Regions from separate parts of the Sus scrofa genome. Here all the other regions are linked to region 1. Evidence: chromatin contacts called from public Hi-C data. All regions are on one chromosome and are shown on one strand. The core of a region is the stretch at or near the end of the contact, and the rest is flanking DNA. Distances in the headings are between cores, read along the strand shown.

Region 1 (3,762 bases), core at 34-2,533:
ATAATTTTGATGTATATACATGTTTCTGCTACAGAATTTTATGAGGATGATAATAAAGCACCTTGAGCATGAAATTCTGTGACATGAGTATAAAATTCTGTGAGGGAAGTGGAGTGGAACTCTGGTTAAGGAGAAAAGAAGGCGTAAAATTTCTGACTACTGGTGTGGAACTTCCTTATATATTATTATTATTGCTCATGTATTTTTTAATGGATAATGGTGGGTCTTAAACTGGTATGAAATTTGTTTTCTATGGCATACATTCTAAAGAGATCTAAGAGGTTTTTTTAAAATGCCAATATTTACAATATATATGAAGTTATATATTACGGTGAAAAAGGTAAATGTAATCTGAAAAATATGTGAGGTCAGTTTTGTTAAAACGCTGTCCAGGACCCAGTGCAGGTGGGGGAGCTGCTGGGGTGCAGGCTTGGGTGGCACCGTCTCAGGGAAACTGCAGGACGGTCTGTGCGTCGAGGGGCGTCTGGGTAGGAGGAGGGGAGGTGGTGAGCCAGCAAGGCCTCAGTGAGGAGGTCACAGGAGCTTTTGGGTGGCAGGCAGGTGTCCTGTGGCACGTGGAGAGGGCAGAGGACAGGCAGCAGGGGGAGGGGGTGGCAGGACTCAGGTTTGGTGGGTGGAAGTGGCAGGTGCTTATGACTCACAGGGAGGTAGGGGTCCAATGTCAGCTCCTGACTCAGCTCTGGGCACAGATACTGGGGGGCTGTTAGGCTGTTGGGTGACACCTCCAGGTATCTGGAGCTTAGAGGGAAAACGAGGTCTCATCACCATCACTGTAATTTTGTTGTTTGTGAAGCATGGTCCTTCCAGTCTCCCCCCTGTGCCCTGAGTGATGGAGGCAGGAGGGAGGTCCGGGAGCAGGCCTCTCCCTGGACAGGTGGACGGTCAAAAGAAGAGTCAGTGTCGGAGTTCCCTTCATGGCTCAGCGGTTAACAAACCTAACTAGGATCCATGAGGATGCGGGTTCGATCCCTGGCCTCACTCAGTGGGTTAAGGATCCAGTGTGGCCGTGACCTGTGGTGTAGGTCGCAGACGTGGCTTGGATCCCATGTTGCTGTGGCTCTGGTGTAGACTGGTGGCTACAGCTCTGATTCAACCCCTAGCCTGGGAACATTTGTATGCCATGGGTGTGGGTCTAAAATAGCAAAGGAAAAAAAAAAAAAGACTCAGCATCTGCCCCAACTTCTCCTGCAGAGGAGGAAGCTGAGCCCAGTGAGGAGAGGTCATGGGCAGGTCACAGTTTTCTTGAGGATGCCTTGGTAAGGAGTGGAATGAGTAATTGTTTATGCTTTGTGGGTAGGAGGTCAGATGAGTCTCTGCTGTGGTCTCCAGTGGTGAAGGCAGGTTTGTAAATGGGTCAGACTTTGCAAAGAAAAAGCAGAGAATGGAAGAGCAGATCAAAAACCATGATCCAATGGTATAATGACTGAAAAAGTCACACTTGAGACTTAACGATGCACATCAATTGAAAATGAAAGGAAGAAATGAGCTGTTCCCTGCAAACAGCCCCCCAAAGAGAATGGGAGGAGCTGTACTAATATCAGAAAAAATAGGGTTTAAGGCAAAAGCCGTCACTCAAGAAAGTTAAGTATGTTTTACCATGATGAAACAGAAAATCCACCAAAACGGCATAACCGTGATAAGAGTTCCAAGATATAGGAAGCAAAACAGGCAGATTGAAAGAGGGGAATAAGGCAATTCAAAATAAAAGTTGGGGACTCAGCATCTCATTTGCAGCAATGTCTAGAACAGCAAATGGAACCCAGCACCTGAAACAGGGATGCCTCACAGTTGTCTGCACAAGTCCACCCAACGGTAGCTGGAGACACACTGGGAACCTGCAGAGCAGACAGCATGTGAGGCTGCAAAGCAAGTGCCTTTCAAAGGATTTAAATCGTACAGAGGATGCTCTCCACGACGGAATGACATTAGGAATCAGCTCTGATGGAAATTTGAAAATTTCACAAAAGCGTGGAAATGAAACAATACATTCCTAAAGGACCAATAGGTCAAAAAGAATCATGGAGATTGGAAAATACTTTGAGATGAATGAAAATGAAGACACAGTAGCAGAATTTATGGACCAGTGAAAGCAGTGTCAGAGGGAAATTTCCATCCAGAAATGCCTATATTAAAGAAGAAATACCTAAAGTCAGGAACCTAACCACTTGAGAAACTAGAAAAGCAGAGCACTAAACTCAACATAGCATCAGCAAGTAAATAATAAAGATAGGGTGGAAGTACATGAAATAGGCAGAAAACAACAGTGAAAATTCACAAAACCCAAAGTCAGTTCTTTGAAAAGACGAACACAGTTGGCAAACTGCAGGAAGACTGATCAAGAGAGGAAGAGTGACTCTAATTGGGGTGAGCAGGAGACATTATTCAGGGCTGATTATAAGGGGCACGAGGGGGAATAATTGTGTGACAACACTTTGGGTAATCTATAGGGAATAGACACACTCCTAGAAAGACACAAACTGCTAAATCTGACTCACGAAGAAATAGAAAATCTGAATAACAACAAGAGGTTGCTTTGGTCATAAAAAGCTTCTCACAAAGAAAAGCCCAGAACAGATGGCTTCCTTGGTTACTTGTTGACAAGTGTGATGAAAAATAAATAAAGTGAGCATTCAGTTTGGACAAACTAAAAATCCCAACAAAGTTAGCCTTGGAAAAGGTGAGACAGGTAATTAAGTACAATAAAAGCAGGAACTAGTGAATTTGAAAACAGAAAATGAGACATAAAAAGTAATCTCAAGTGGACTTGAGACGCACGTGTGTGAACACTCATAAGCCCTATGCATGTGCCTGACACACACACACACACGCACATGCACAGACACAATGAACTCAGTTCAAGAGAGGACAACTCAAAATGAGAAAAGTGGAGGAAACCACAGGTACAGAAAAAACAAGCAAATTCAAATTGGAAAAAATACTTTGCTTAGTTCTATGTAGGTAAATCTTGTGGACTGGATGATTGATTCCAGAAGACCCCGGAAACTAGCCAGGTCAGTGAGTGAGTGGTCAGATGACCTGCCTGCAGCATCGCCTGTGGGAGCCACCACTGACCGTGGCAGGAAAGTCCCCGCTGGGACATGGCTAATTTCCCACTGCACATCCTTCTGATCCACCCGACTGGTTTTTCCATGCTCCTGTCATTTTTCTAATGAAAAAAAATGGGGAAGAGACTTTCAGAGATGCCAATGAGACATCCCAGTGCCTACTTCTGAGAAACTCCCCCGGAAACAAGCCTCAGGATTTTGCGCTGTCAGCCGGCAGTGCCCTATGTCCTGTGTGTAGTGTGGGCCTCCGTAGTGACCCTGCCTGTCCTTTGGCAATGACAGCCTGGGCTCCTGGCCAAGTTCCCTTCTCACCAGTGGCAATTCTAACCCTTCTTTCACCATGAAATAATACCATTTGGGTTGGCAGAGTGGTTTCTGAAGTGAGAACAATGCTGAAGGCCCACAGCTGTCAGTCTTTAGCAGAAATTTGTCATATTATACAAAGAATTAAATCCATCCTCCATTAAAAACATGAATAAAAGAATAATTAATTTTCAATGTAATGGCTTAAGCAAGCAGATCTTGCATGACAACGAGAGTTCCTGAACTTCTAATGAACTGTTTAAAGCATTTGAGTGAAGTTAAACTCAGTTCTCTGAAATAACTGTTGAGATCTAAGAACACCCTGAAGGAACTATTTGGTGAAATACTCTCCACATCTCCAAGGGGATTGATC
Region 2 (4,275 bases), core at 724-3,223, 110 kb before region 1:
TTAGGAAGTGCAATTCTGTGCCACTTGGATGGTTCCGCAGTTTTCTGAACACACAATCACCTCTCTTTATCCAACTTGAAGGAAATGCCAGCTTTGTGCTCCTTTATTTTAAAGTATTGTCAGTTCTATGTACTTTTTCCATTGTTCTCTCCAAGAATCTCTTCCTCCAGAAGGCTCGACACTTCCAGCATGGGGCTGGGTTCCAAGAGCACAGGGGCTGCAGCTGTGATCTTGTGGGGTCTGGACCTGGGACAGTGGGAATGGCAGTGCTTGCCCACTTGTGGGGGACACAGACTCTTCTTGTAGGGGAGCCTCTTACATCAGGGAGTGAAGTGTTAGCGGCCATCTTTGGGGACAACTCCCCCCACCCCTGGGCCACAGTTAAGGTCTTTCTCTGTTGCAATTTACTTAATCTATTTAAAATGATGATTTAGGCCAAGTGAGGGGGATATTGAGGTGGGAGTGGGTGTGCTGGCACCACGTGCTTTTTAGCAATTCTGTTTATTTCTCTCTGCTCAGTGAGTCCCTTGTTCCACTTGAGAGTTGAGAGTTGGCAGCACTTGATAGCACTAGATAATTTTTTTTTTAAAGCACCTGTGGCATATGGAAGTTCCTGAGCCAGGGGTTGAGCCACAGCCACTGTAGAAGCAATGCTGAATAGTTATGTCGTGAGCCACACGGAAAGTCCAGAACCAGATAATTTTTAAATTAAGTAAAAATTGCAAGTAAATGCTCAGCACAGAGCAGGACCCATGTCTAGTGCTAGCTGTTATCACTGGTTTCCCAGCCTTAAAAAGCAGTAGCAGGAGGGTGAGCACACACACACACACACACACACACAGGCACACAGGCACACGTGCTGGGGCTGACTGACAGCACAAATACCTCCTACTGCTAACAGGAAGGGATCTATGCTAAACCCAAAGCACTCGACCAACCAGTTTTCAAAAATCCCCTCTCCCTTCTGTTTACATTACATGTTTACTTTGTGTGCTTGTTGTAATATTTAAGAGTCTAGTTGCCACAAGTTTCTGTGGGTTTCCCACTATCTTTCCCAGCTTGACAACAGGAACACAGCCTTCACTACTGGGTCCCCTGGGAGACCCTCCTCCCCCCAGGGAGACATTACTTTTGTTTACCTCCCCAGGGCTGCTTAAAGAATAAACGAGTCGGCGTCTGAAATGTGCAGCCTGGAAGGGGTAACCAGGGAACTCAGTAGTGGAGTCGGTGTAGGCACAGAGGGGTTAAGGAACTGGTCCCGGGATACAGAGCTAGAAACTTCAGATTTTGACCTCAGGCCACAGATGCTGGAGCTGCGCTTGAGAACTCCCACGGTTCCAAATCAATCATGGCTGGTGGAATGTTTGCTTCTCTGCTGTATAAAAGCACCAGATCCCAGACCCAAGGTCTTACAGTCTCCTGGTCCGAGGACCCCTGACCAGCCCACTTAGCCCACGGGGACTACTTGTGTATGTTTTGGGGGAAGGCGTACAGGCCACCCAGGCCGCTCAAGCATTCAATCTCGAGGCCCCACAAAGGGATGAACACTTTGCTCTCAGCCTCTGAGATGCTGAACCGACCAAACCTGACGAGTGGTCCTTGGAGCAACTTGTGCGCCTCGCTCCGCGGGTCACTAACATCTGTGCCGGCTCCCTCCCACCCGCGACGGTTTCCAGCTCCCAGGAGAGCCTGCATTGCCCGCGCAGATCTGCGGTTGACAAAACGGCGCAGCCGTCGGAACTCGTCGGGGACGCATCAACTGAAACCCCGGCAGCCCGGCAGGGGACCCCCTCCGCCGCCGCGCTCCCAACTCCACTTCCACAGGGGCTCCACCTCCCTTCGCAGCCCAGCTCTGCGTGGGGTGAAGAGGGGTGGGACAGGGCAGGGCGGAGGGGGGGGCGGTGGTCAGAGGCGGAGCGGGGGCGGGGAGTGTCGGGAGGCAGCTTCAGACAGGAGGGGCGGGGGGCGGGGCGGGGCGGGAGGCGGGGCGGGGCCGAAGCGGGGCGCGGGCGCGCGAGGGCTGGGTCGCCACAGCCGCGAGGGGCTCTGAGGCGCGATGGCTGCCCGTTGCTTGGGCTGCGGCGTCGGGCGGCTCCTGGGCGGCCTTCGCGGGGTGGGGGCTCGGGGCCCCGGGGTCCCCCGTCTCTGGAGCAGCGCCCCCGCCGCGCCGCCCGGCTCTTATCAGGAGCGGATCGCGCTGGCCGCGCGCGAGCCGGCCGCCTTCTGGGGGCCGCTGGCGAAGGACGTGCTCGTGTGGGACACCCCCTACCACACGGTGAGCGACTGCGACTTCCGCAGCGGCAAGATCGGCTGGTTCCTGGGAGGCCAGTTAAATGTGTCCGGTGAGTGGGCTCGGGGACCCTGGCGCCCGAGCTCGGCGACGGCTGCCGCACTCGCCCCCTCCTCAGCGTTCGGGCGTGCGGCGCCGTCACCCCGCCCCCACCCACCGGCCCAGCCCGGCCCACTCCCCTGCCACCCGGCCGGCACCCCCCACGTTGAACGGGGTCCCGGCGCCCCATGCCGTGCGCGCCCGCGGGAGGCAGTGAGACGCCTGCGCCGAGCGGGGGTGGAGGGCGCGGGGACCCCGGAGCCGGACTTCCTGCTCCCGTCCCGGCGGGAGATAGCACCGAGAAGCTTTTGGCTGTTGCCACCGCCAGGTGCGGGCCGGCGACTCGCTTGGGGAGCAGCCCTGCCCGTGTAAACAAATCGAGCTGTGGCGGGTGGCCGAGGAGGAGAGCCCCGCCAGTAGCCAGAATCGACCCGTAGCCGGAATCGGCTCGCAGCCGGGAAGGAAGCAGTGGTGGGGCCTCCCAGTTCTCAGTTTCACCTTCGCCCGGAAGACCCACGGCGCTGGCTTTAGTCCCGGTGCGTTTGGGACCCCAGAAACCAGCTCCACTGCCCGTCAGTCCTCGGGTCTCTGCAGAGACTGAATCCCGCCACGCGCTGTCAGGATTTGGGATCGGGTAGAGGGGAGAGTAACCCCTTCCCCAGCCCAGCTAGGGGAGAAGGCCCGGGAACTAAGGCTGCGGCCAGCCTGGCAAGGTCTGGCCTGGGTGTGGGCAGCCGGGCAGGGTGGTCAGAGGGGAACGGGGAAAGGTAAGTGGGGTCTGGGTTGTTTGAGGAAAGGAACTGTAGGTCTTCATGACCAAGGCCTGAATTGGGAAGTGGGGGTCTGAGTCTCCCAGGCTCCACCATCTACTGGCCCAGTTGCTCTGTACCTCTGAGCCTCAGTCTCCTCCTGGGTAGACTGGGGGTGGTAATGCCCACCTGAAGGGGCTGGTTGTAAGGACAAAGTACGCAGAAGTATGGACCGGTCCCAGCACTTATTGGCGATTAATAAATAGTAGTAATTTTAACTCATAAAATTCAGAAATAGCCGTAAAATAATAGCTAGTATCTTTCAGTTATTTTTCAAACAGAGACACTTAAGAGAACTTTGGACCAGATTTTTTTTTCATATTGTGTATTGTTTTACTGGTTTAATCAAAATGACTCACTTAGTAGATAAGCGTTTTCTCTAAAACTGAGTCAGCAGCAAGTGTCCTTGAACTAGTGGGAAAACCCCCAAACCCTTGGATGTGCAGGGTTGGAGGAACGCGCCCTGGATGGGGAGAGATACGTGCAGAGGCAGGGGCAGGAGGCTGCAGTTGCTTTGGAAGCTGCCTTGGACTTGGGAGACTGAGGCTGCTGGGACATTCAAGGTTGGCTCCTGAGCACTTGCTACCTCTCATGCTCAGATAAGACTGGGGACGGGTCTCATGGGACAGGCAGGCAGAACCTCATGAGCCTCACTCTGTCAGGGTCAGGTCCAAGATGTGGTCAGTGCTCAACTCTTCCACCTTTTTTCCTACACTTATTTCTCCCTATGGCTCCCTTAGCAACTGAGCTTCAGAAAGCTGTCACATAGCAAAAGAGCTTTTCAGCTGTGTTCTTACCCCAAATGCGTATGCCACCCACTCATCTATCAGGAATATCTCTGCCCTCCGCCACGTCTGTACATCACAGAGGCGATGGTGTGAAAAAGGACCAGGCCAAGCCATGGCTGCCCTGGGAGCCGCTAGAAAGCTGTGGGCTGGATAGGGTGTTTTGGCATGAGCTGTGTGTGTGACAGTCGTGTGATGATAGCTCATTCCAGACACGTCATGTGAAATTCCCTTTACCCCTCCAAGATCTGTACCTGAGTTCTCAATGTGTGGTTCCCGGACAGGCAGCAGCAGCATGATCTGCAAACTCTTTAGAAACACAAGTTCTCAGGCCCCATCCTAGGTGGCCAGA
Region 3 (3,843 bases), core at 467-2,966, 130 kb before region 1:
ACACCGCGAGCACACATCTGCCTCTGAGACCCGATCCTGCCAATGCCCCGGGCGGGGCCACCTTTAGGTGTGTTTGTCCCACCAGCTCCCCAGCACAGTCTGTAAATATGTGCATCTTAAATGTCATCCTTAACTGCGGCCCCAAATTCTGATTCACAAACTACTGCTTTGCCGGGCCAAGAGCCAGAGCATTTTGGCTGGGTTCTGTACACTCAACACCTTTCCCTAAACCCAGAGATAAATTTGGGGAGAAATTCCTGGCGGAGCCAAAAAGGACGCCGGCTTCTAAAGCTGCCCCCGACCCGGAGCGACTCAAAGGACAATTATCCCAAAGGAAAGTTATTGTTTTGTTAATCCAGGGAACAGCTTGCGAGGAGAGATTTGGGTCTTCTTTTAATAATGAAAAGTTAATGCGCAGCCTCTTGTAATTATCTTTATCGGAAGCCCCTGGTTTAATCCTTGGGTTTGCAGAGGATCCAGCCCCAGGCGTGGCCAGCGGGAGATCCCCTTTGCTCGGGTTTCCCCTCGGCCTCGGAGGCGCGCAGAGACCCGAGAGGCGTCCGCGGGGCGCTGGGAGAGCTGCTGCGTCCCTCGCTGGGCGGCCGCCGGCTGCTCGCCCTCAGGGTGGGAATGACAGGTTTTGCTTCCCTCCTTCCTTGTTTGAGAAGGGTGGGCTCAGGGCTCCCAGCGAATCTGGTTGGGTGGGCTCAACTTTTTGGCGTGTGAGCCAGGAGAATTTTACCCACGTGCTTCGTTTTGCATCTTGAACAAACACGGGCATTTCACATGAAAATCAGGCTTTCTTTGAATAATCATGAAACAATAATTTGTTAGCCTCCGTGAAGTGGGATGGGTCTCAGTACACAGGCCCAATTTTCCAATTTACTCTCCCCATTTAGGAGTCGCCAGATAAAATACAGATACGTTCTTATACATATTTCTAAAGTGACTTCATCTGAAATTGTGATTTCACTGCACCTCCTGGAATTTAGTTTGCTAAACGTGGCGCCCTTCCCCGCAGTTCCGGCGGGGTCCATCTGCCCCAGCCTCTGTTTCCTATTCCTTCTCCAGCTCCAGTGAATTTTGCGACAAGCTGATGGCCCGATGGCGCCGATGGCCAGCCTCCGCCAATGGCTGGAGGTGGAGTGGGCACTGATTAAATAAACGTTTTCCACTCCTTTCCCCTTGGGAATTTCGAGGAAGGTCTTGTCCGCGGTGACGGTAGTGTTGGAGGGCTGGCGGGGGTCTTAGTGATAGTAGTCAAAGAGCGGCAGGGAATAGGCCCTAGGTCTTAACGAGTGACTGGATGGGGGCAGGGAGGCTCCAGGGCAGCTGCAAGCAGGGGCCTCCACCCGAGAGCCGAGAAGGGGAGAGAAGACCACGCCGGGATCTGGAACCTGCGGCTCTTAGAGAGATGGCCAGAGAGCCGGTCCTCCCCTCTCTATTTTCCTCCCACCAAGAACAGGGTGGGCAGAGGGACAATTGGAAAGGAGAGGGGAGAGGGATGGGGGCCGATTGACGGGACTGCAGCTGGGAGGGCGGCGACCGAAGGGAGGGGAACTGGTGGCGTCCCCATCTCGCGGGGTCCGAGGCGTGACGCGCCCGCACCCCGCTGATTGGAGCCCTCCTGGCTCCTGACTGTATAAAGCGTCCTCAGAACTGCGCCCCCTCCGCAAAGGTGACCGAGAGAGTTCAGCCCCGCCGCCCAGTAAGCCATGACTGGCCGGGACGCGCTTTCCGACGGGTGTGCCAGGAGCAGGGCGCTGGTGCCCGGAGGCCCGCCCACTGGCTCGCGCCCCCGGGGCTTCGCCATCACTGACTTGCTGGGCCTGGAGGCCGAGCTGCCTGCACCTGCAGGCCCTGGGCCGGGATCCTGCTGCGAAGGCCCCGCGGCTGCCCCCTGCGCCGGTCCAGGGCTCGGGGACTCTGGCTTGGCGCGCGGGGCCCTCCCGCTGGGATTCGGCCTCCTCTGCAGCTTCGGTGCGCAGCCCCCTGCGGCTGCCGGGGCGCCCTGCCTGCTTCTAGCCGATGTGCCGTTCCTGCCGCCCGAGGGGCCTGAGCCCCCCGCCCCGCACGTCCTCGGCCGCTCACCGCCCACGAGCATCCGTCAGAAGCGCAGCGAGAGCGTCTCGACGTCCGGTAATGAGGCCAGTCCGTGCCGCTCCTGCCCCTTGCCTCGGCGTGGTGCGCAGGGTGACACTCAGCACCCCGCCGAGCCCCACCTCATCTCCCCAGATCCAGGGAAGTCGGGACCCCAGAGTGGCCCCGCCAGGGAGCACCCTCTGCCCTTGGCTTTGCCCACATCCCTGCCTCTCCTCTGGGCCTGGTCGCCGCCGCCCTGCACACACCCCTACAACCCGGTGCGAATCTGCCCTGGGGTCTTGGGGGTGGGGGAGTGTTCCCCGCGAGGATCAGGGAACAGCGGAGGTTGGGAGGCCTGGGCCCGCCTGGTTTGTCAGCACACCGAACCCAGTACCAACCAGCGCTTGAGCATTCCCTGAATTGATGGACTCATTGACTGGCCTTTGAAGAGCACGAGGTGGAGGCCTGGAACTGTCCTCCTAGAGTTGAAATAGGCGTGGGGGTCCCGCGCTTCTCTGCCCCTCTGGCTCAGGAGAAACAAGCTCCTCGGTCTATGGCAGCAGTGCCGGGCTCCTCAGAGAAGTCAGGGAGGATAGTGGAGAAGAGAAGGGAGCAGTGGAACTCTATAAAGACACGGCCATGAAATAGAGAGATTTGGGGCGGGAGGGGGGAGAGAACTAAGAATTACCAGCGAAAAGGTGGGCGCACATAAACTTTGTATAGACCCCAGAGCTGAGCATCCCTCAGCCAAGGCAGGTTTACATGGCTCTCTATCGATGTCTAGAGGAAGCAGATTGGATCAGAGGCAGGCCAGCTTTCACGTTATGAGAGTTCCTGCTGTCTCTTCAGTGGGTTAAAAACCGATGGTTGTCTCTGTGAGAATGGGGGTTCCATCCCTGGCCTCACTCAGTGGGTTAAGAATCCAGCGCTCTGCCACAAGCTTCAGTGTAGGTCTCAGGTGCTGCTGGGATCTGATGTTGCGGCGGCTATGATACAAGCCCTAGCCTGGGAACTTTCATGTACCCCAGATGAGAAGGTAAAAATAAAAATAAAGGTAAAAAATGAATGGACTTTATTTCATGAGTCTCTAGGTAAGATAAAATGAAGCCCTCTAGTAGTTGTTTCACTAGAAATGCAGAGACCACCTTCATAGGGTGGGTTCTTTCTCTGTGAATACTGACAAAGCTGAAGGCAAAATGCCACCACATCCTAGTCTATGAGGGCATTTCTGCAAGATCAAGACCAACACTGTCCAGTAGAAACATGTGACTTCAAGAGTAATGAAAATTTCTCAAACCTACCTGGAAAAGGAGAAATAAATAGGTGAAACAAACCTAAATACTGTATTTTATTTAATTCAATACACAGAAAATATTATTATACATGTAATCAATATAAAAATTGTTAATAGTTTATTTGGGGGTATTAGATCTTCAAAATACACCAAATATTTCACATTTACAGCAGGTCTCAATTCAGATGGGCCACATTTCATATCTCAAAAAACTTATGTGTCCAGACTGGACAGCACAAATACTATATTGTAATCCAAGTTTCTGGTGAACTAATTGATGTAGAAGTAAAACATTATTTTACTGTTTTTTGCCATTATTAATTCACTTTTTAGTGTTTTGAAGCAAATATTTTTTTTAACAATGAATCTGCCAATAGTTTGGTCTTCTAATCTTCCTTTCAACCTAGATATTTTTTTTAATTAAAAAATTTTTTTTTTATTTTTAGGATCCATCTGTGGGTCAGGCT

The links. A called contact is a pair of places that touch in the nucleus more often than the background predicts.
Region 2: a Hi-C map of alveolar macrophages shows a contact between it and region 1, with 5 times the contacts expected there. The contact joins the promoter of ACSS1 here to the enhancer-like site in region 1. A contact is called at or near these places in 3 of 5 promoter capture datasets (fetal liver, fetal skeletal muscle and liver), 19 of 47 Hi-C or Micro-C datasets (alveolar macrophages, blood, embryonic fibroblasts and 11 more) and 2 of 2 datasets of contacts at active chromatin or transcription factors (alveolar macrophages and skeletal muscle).
Region 3: a Hi-C map of alveolar macrophages shows a contact between it and region 1, with 2.7 times the contacts expected there. The contact joins the promoter of VSX1 here to the enhancer-like site in region 1. A contact is called at or near these places in 3 of 5 promoter capture datasets (fetal liver, fetal skeletal muscle and liver), 19 of 47 Hi-C or Micro-C datasets (alveolar macrophages, blood, embryonic fibroblasts and 11 more) and 1 of 2 datasets of contacts at active chromatin or transcription factors (skeletal muscle).

What each region holds. Positions count from the first base shown.
Region 1 is chr17:30,727,047-30,730,808 of Sscrofa11.1, reverse strand. No RefSeq gene overlaps it. Among named protein-coding and RNA genes, the nearest start is that of CST7, 29 kb to the left of the region's middle. Within about 2 kb of position 1,283, at least 11 of the 83 cell types and tissues checked have an H3K27ac peak or open chromatin away from gene starts, as enhancers often do. A contact at or near this core is called in alveolar macrophages and retroperitoneal adipose tissue, where this site is marked.
Region 2 is chr17:30,837,497-30,841,771 of Sscrofa11.1, reverse strand. ACSS1 (acetyl-coenzyme A synthetase 2-like, mitochondrial) reads left to right here and starts at 1,973. Exons shown (of 14, transcript XM_001927113.6): 1 at 1,973-2,342. The coding sequence starts at 2,057.
Region 3 is chr17:30,853,887-30,857,729 of Sscrofa11.1, reverse strand. It overlaps VSX1 (visual system homeobox 1), which reads left to right and starts at 1,716. Exons shown (of 5, transcript XM_003359919.3): 1 at 1,716-2,139. The coding sequence starts at 1,716.